2 separate regions of the Mus musculus genome follow, and region 2 is linked to region 1. Evidence: chromatin contacts called from public ChIA-PET data. All regions are on one chromosome and are shown on one strand. The core of a region is the stretch at or near the end of the contact, and the rest is flanking DNA. Distances in the headings are between cores, read along the strand shown. Region 1 overlaps Hadh (hydroxyacyl-Coenzyme A dehydrogenase). Region 2 holds the start of Cyp2u1 (cytochrome P450, family 2, subfamily u, polypeptide 1).

The links. ChIA-PET counts read pairs in DNA pulled down with a chosen protein or histone mark.
Region 2: a contact with region 1 is called in an RNA polymerase II ChIA-PET map of memory CD8 T cells, with 16 read pairs. The contact joins the promoter of Cyp2u1 here to the enhancer-like site in region 1. A contact is called at or near these places in 3 of 39 promoter capture datasets (embryonic stem cells and liver), 1 of 484 Hi-C or Micro-C datasets (Sertoli cells), 3 of 115 datasets of contacts at active chromatin or transcription factors (embryonic stem cells, memory CD8 T cells and microglia) and 2 of 9 other capture datasets (adipose tissue and liver).

Annotation. Positions count from the first base shown.
Region 1 is chr3:131,249,484-131,252,183 of GRCm38.p6, reverse strand. Hadh (hydroxyacyl-Coenzyme A dehydrogenase) reads left to right here. Exons shown (of 8, transcript NM_008212.4): 2 at 2,253-2,381. Among named protein-coding and RNA genes, the nearest start is that of Hadh, 21 kb to the left of the region's middle. Within about 2 kb of position 1,338, at least 33 of the 459 cell types and tissues checked have an H3K27ac peak or open chromatin away from gene starts, as enhancers often do. A contact at or near this core is called in adipose tissue and memory CD8 T cells, where this site is marked.
Region 2 is chr3:131,301,975-131,304,674 of GRCm38.p6, reverse strand. Cyp2u1 (cytochrome P450, family 2, subfamily u, polypeptide 1) reads left to right here and starts at 1,448. Exons shown (of 5, transcript NM_027816.3): 1 at 1,448-1,995. The coding sequence starts at 1,548.

The DNA.
Region 1 (2,700 bases), core at 89-2,588:
TGCTGGTAGACAGGAGGCTTCATCGAGGCTGGTTCGCTTCTTTTGTGAATGAGAGTATAAACTCCCCATGTAGGAGAGCTGTCAAGAGCATCGCTCTCCGTTGTTGTTACGTCACCTGTGGTACAGCCTGGTGTCATGACTGTTTATGTCTTCTCAATTCTAAGAGCTGAAAAACCCAAGCAGTTTCCTACTGGAGATGAAGAGGGGGGAAGTATGGGTTGGGACCCATGTGGGTAAGAGCCCAGGAGTCCTGTTTGGCCACCTTGAGGAACGGTCTAGAGCAGAGGTCAGGAGAAACTATGTAAGAATCACTTGTTTCAAACACCATAGAGATATGGCAGAGGGGCCAAGAGCAGAAGCCCTCAAGGCAGCACTTGCTTGTCCCTGCGTTGCCGGTCATGAGCCTCTATTGGTGGCCCTCACTCCTGCCTGTCAAGTTGACAGTCTCTCAACTGCCAAACACAGAGCAGGCTAGTTCCCCGCCTGGCCCTACCAGGACCTTGAGATCTGTTCATTTCTGTTTCTCTGCTAGCCCTTCCCCCACGTGGTTCGGTAATTCTTTAGGAGGTCCCACGTACAGACATATGCAAGGTGGCAACTTACTACTGCTAAGGGATGAAGTAAAGAGGAAAGACTGCTGGAGTGTGTCAGGTGCCAGGCAAGAGCTGGCAAGGGCCTTCCCTGTCCCTCACAACCACATTGGACAGGTGTAGTTCCCTCGGCAGTGAGATGTGACAAACCATGTAAAAAGTTGTCTCTAGGTGCTCCAGCTAGAGACTTGGCATCCAGGCGTTTTACTGAGGAATAGCCATGCTATCATCCGGCGGATGGCCATGATATCATCTGATTCCGACATTGCACTGTCTCAGGAGAGCCTGCAGCAGCGGAAGCTGCATGGTCAGAGAAGGACGAGAACTCACTCCAAACCCAAGTTCTAGAGGTCAGCCCAGGGTCAGCTTCACAAGCGGCCTTCCTAAAAGCAGAGGACCTGGGTCTGCTGTGGTCACTCCCTTCTGTACTGTTTCCAAAGTTGCTCTGCCCAGTCACCTCGGCGTGTCGGCTCTTGGCCTTGGCTCGCTAGAGAAACACTGGCCTGGGTCCTCAAGTGTTCTGCTTTGGGAAACGGTCTGGCCTTACACTGACAGCGGGGTCACTCACTGTGTGCTTCTGTCTCTTATCGGGATGACTTGGCCTTCTTGCTCCCATCACCCTGATCTGTCAGTTCTCCTGCATCAGCAGCTTTCCCATTCTTTGTTTCTCAGATCCTGGGATGCTGAAGCTGCCCACAGGCCGGGCAGGCTCGGACCTGTACCACTGCGTGGGAGAAGCCCTAGGTGTAGCTGTCATTTTAAGCCTGCATTTCAACACTTCAAACTTGATGCAGCATTGGGAACCTGGCTGTGGGATTTGAACCTGTTGGCTCTCACTGCTCGTCTGGTTCTGTCTTATTCTCTCTGTGTTTTCTGCTTTGAGGCTTGGCTGCTTGGCTTCAGGAATCTCACATGATCACAGTGTTTTTCACCTTCTTACTTCTTGGGCAGATCTGCAGCTAGCCTGCCCCTCTCACCACACCACCAGTGCCCACCTGTCCTAAAACTGTGTCTCCAGGAAGTACTCAGGCTTCCTGGGGCCTCTTCTCAGGGTGGCTGTCACATCGTATCTGCGATAGATTGGGTGTGTCCTTCTACTCCTACCTTGAATTGAGTCACATTTGTGTGTAGATGACTCAATAGTCTTTTTTTTTTTTCCCCAACAAACTCCCTGTTCTGTGGTCCTTGCTGGGGCTTTTAGCAGACTGGTGAAAGAGGACTTGACTTGACCCTGACAGTGTGTAAAACAGGCTGGTTGTTTGTGGTCTTGGGACACAGCTTCACTCAATATACCTGTGTCTCAGGGATGTCGCCTACCCAGGGGGGAATGGAGAAGGCAAGAAATGTGGAATCCCCTTTGCCTCCCCAAACTGGCTAGTTGTCATAGACTCTGCTCTCCTTCTAGTTGTGTCCTTAAATAGCTCTTGGGGACAAGATCTTCATTGGCTTGGAGTAGAATTGTAAGCTTCACCTACTCCTGCTTTAAGGGCCACAAGAAGAGACGTGTTATGGAGAATTTGCGGCGTGACTTCGGACCGCCTCAGGCAAGAAGCAAGTGTCTGACCTTGGCTGATGCTTAGGCCCATGAGCTATTTTGAGTGGAATAGTAGTGGAAGCCATGTAGAATATGAAACTGATTCTTTTTTTTTTTTTTAAATTTAGGTAGCTGCAGCAACTGGCCATACAGTAGTATTGGTGGACCAAACGGAAGACATCCTGGCAAAATCCAAGAAGGGAATTGAGGAGAGTCTAAAGAGGATGGCAAAGAAGAAGTTCACAGAAAACCCTAAGGTAAGTTCTTATCAGTGGCTAAGGCCATTCCTCTGACGGCTCCACCTTTGTGTGTGTGTCTGTGTGTCTGTGTGGCTTCACCTCATTGTATGCTTGTGTCTAATTGCCTGAGGGGGTCCCTGCAGGTGTCAGGCGGTGACTTGGATCCCTGAGCAGAGATAAGAAAATCTGGTGCAGACTGGCTTTGTCAACCCGGATCAAAGCCAGGTGGGCCGTTGTCAGCACATTTAAAACACTGGACAATCTGGTGAAAGATTTCCAGGTGACAGTCAGCCCAATGCACCATGAAGCTTAAGTTGTGACTACATACAAACTCTTT
Region 2 (2,700 bases), core at 199-2,698, 52 kb before region 1:
TAAAGAACTTGCCTGAGGTTAAATTTAAGAGAAAGTGACTAATTTTTTTGCAGAGAATATTTCAAAGAGGGGGCACGCGGCAGCAGTCTGGGTGTTTGGTGGCAGGGAAGAGGCAGAAGATAAGACAAATGGGTCGGATAGATTCCTGCTGTGCCATGAAAAAGGGGGACTAAACAGCTTAAGATAATTTGTGAATTGAGCTCACCCGATAGTAGTGGGTTAGAGAATGGCATAAAGAGAAGGAAATGCCGTATTGGAGACTGCATCTGCCAACAAGCAGCTGGAAAGTGTATGTGTGCTCTGGGGAGAGTACAGTACTCCTGTGATCGCACCCAACAGTGGAAGCGTAAACAGGGGGCTTCCAATTAAGGCTGGACTGTGAGTTACAGGAGCGGCCAGTTGCAAGACAGTAACAAGATAATAATGAACATCTTAATGTCTTATACTCGGAAATCTTGTTTAAAGTCACACAAGAAAAGGAATCTGATAAGGGTTAATTACTGGAAATGTGACAGGGGCTTTTGTAGTTTGTGGAGGGGAGAAGGAAGAATGTATTTGTGTACTTTACTAACTACGGCAAAAGCAGTAGAGAACAGTAGATATTTTTTAAAAACCCACATAATAGGAAAAGAAGTCACCACCCTTCAAGCTTTGGTCATATTTATAACGCACCATAGTGTTCAAATTCTGTGTGGTGTGTGCGTGTGTTTGTTGGGAGGGAGTGATCTAACACAGGAACCAAACGTGGATCACAGGTGAAGCACTTCCCTACCACAAGCATGGGCTAGAATTTGACCCCCTCCCCCAGCATGGTAGTATATGTCTTTAATATGTGAATTCTGGAGGCAGATGTAGGTGGATCTCTGAATTGGTAGCCAAACTGGTCTACATAAGGAGTTCTAGGCTATCAAGATTCAAATAAAAGTAGAAAATAGAAATAAGAATAGAAAAATTAAAATAGAAAAAAAAGGGGGGGGGGCATCGACAATTCTAGGGAGAGTCTAACCGAGAGAAACCACAACATCTGGCCTGTAAATGACAGGAAGGTAAAGCACTCTGGAGCCATCCCCAGATGTTGGAATATCCACACATCACATTGTTGGATACTAGCTCAGCATTTCAGGTCTTGTCTAAGGCTAATTAATAAAGCAGTCACCCAGCCCGGGTTCTCTGAGTGTTTTGATATAGTCAGGCCATATGCAGAAACCCACAGAAAGCTCACACCCCCTGGAGGAGCCTGCTGCTGCTAGTGCACTAAACTGGCAAAACAAACAAACAAACAAACAAACAAACAAACAAAACCCCACTCAGGACAGCTCAGCTGTGCTGCGAGAGACCACTCGTCACCACCAGCCGTCCCGTAGGACGTCCCGCCCCCACCTTATGCAGGAGCAGCTGACTGGAGGATCCCGAGAGGGGCACGCGGCGCAGCCAATCGGAAGGGCGTGCCTTGCCCTGCCTCGCGGTTGACCTTGAGTCATGTAGCCGGCTACTGTCGCGGTGCCGGCGCGTCTGCAGCGGAGCTAGATGCAGGCGGTACCTGGGACATGTCCTCGCTCGGGGACCAGCGTCCCGCGGCAGGGGAGCAGCCGGGAGCTAGACTGCACGTGCGGGCGACAGGAGGCGCGCTGCTACTTTGCCTGCTGGCGGTGCTGCTAGGCTGGGTTTGGCTGCGGCGGCAACGCGCCTGCGGCATCCCTCCGGGGCCCAAGCCTCGGCCACTCGTGGGTAACTTCGGGCACTTGCTGGTGCCGCGCTTTCTACGACCGCAGTTCTGGCTGGGCTCGGGCAGCCAGACGGACACGGTGGGCCAGCATGTGTACCTGGCCAGGATGGCCCGTGTCTATGGCAACATCTTCAGCTTCTTCATCGGCCACCGTCTGGTGGTGGTCCTCAGCGACTTCCACAGCGTGCGCGAGGCGCTAGTGCAGCAGGCTGAAGTGTTCAGTGACCGCCCGCGGATGCCGCTCATCTCCATCATGACCAAGGAGAAGGGTGAGCGCGCCGCGGGCTCAGGATCCCCAGGCGGCAGGACCTGCGTCATGACCAGCATAGGGGATAGAGGACGGAGGCGTGGCTTTCTAGTGTGCGATTAAAGTGGGAGACACACTGGAAAGTGAGGGAGGTGTGGGCACCAAACTGTAAAATAAGGACCACCCACCCCGGAAGCCTTCCTTTGTCCCAAGTGAGGCCTTCTCACGCATAGGTCTGATCTCAACGTTTCTAAACATTGGCTGTGTTAGGAAAAGGGGGAGGGGGATTCATTTCACCGAGTATCATTCAGTTGCAAAAGTATAAGAAGATATTTTTTTCCCCCTTAGGAATGGCCAGAATCCAAGCTAGGAGACTGGTGAACCGGATGTGTTCATAGCCTCTAATATTTTGGCAAAGAATGTGGCTGCTCCCCGCGGGTGACTAAAGAACTTGCCTGAGGTTAAATTTAAGAGAAAGTGACTAATTTTTTTGAGAGAATATTTCAAGATAGCCAGTCTGTTCCCAGAGCCCGTGTATATCTCCCTCGGCAGACACAGGGTCTCGATCTCCTATTCTCCAGCCACCTGTCAATCCTGTGTTCTGTCTTCAGACACTGAAGTACAAGACTGAATCCATTGTGGGTGGCATATATATGCTTCGGTTCAGGAGAGTGGCCCCCTGACTTCATACTTTGATATCCCCTCCCTCACCCCATTTCTAATTTTG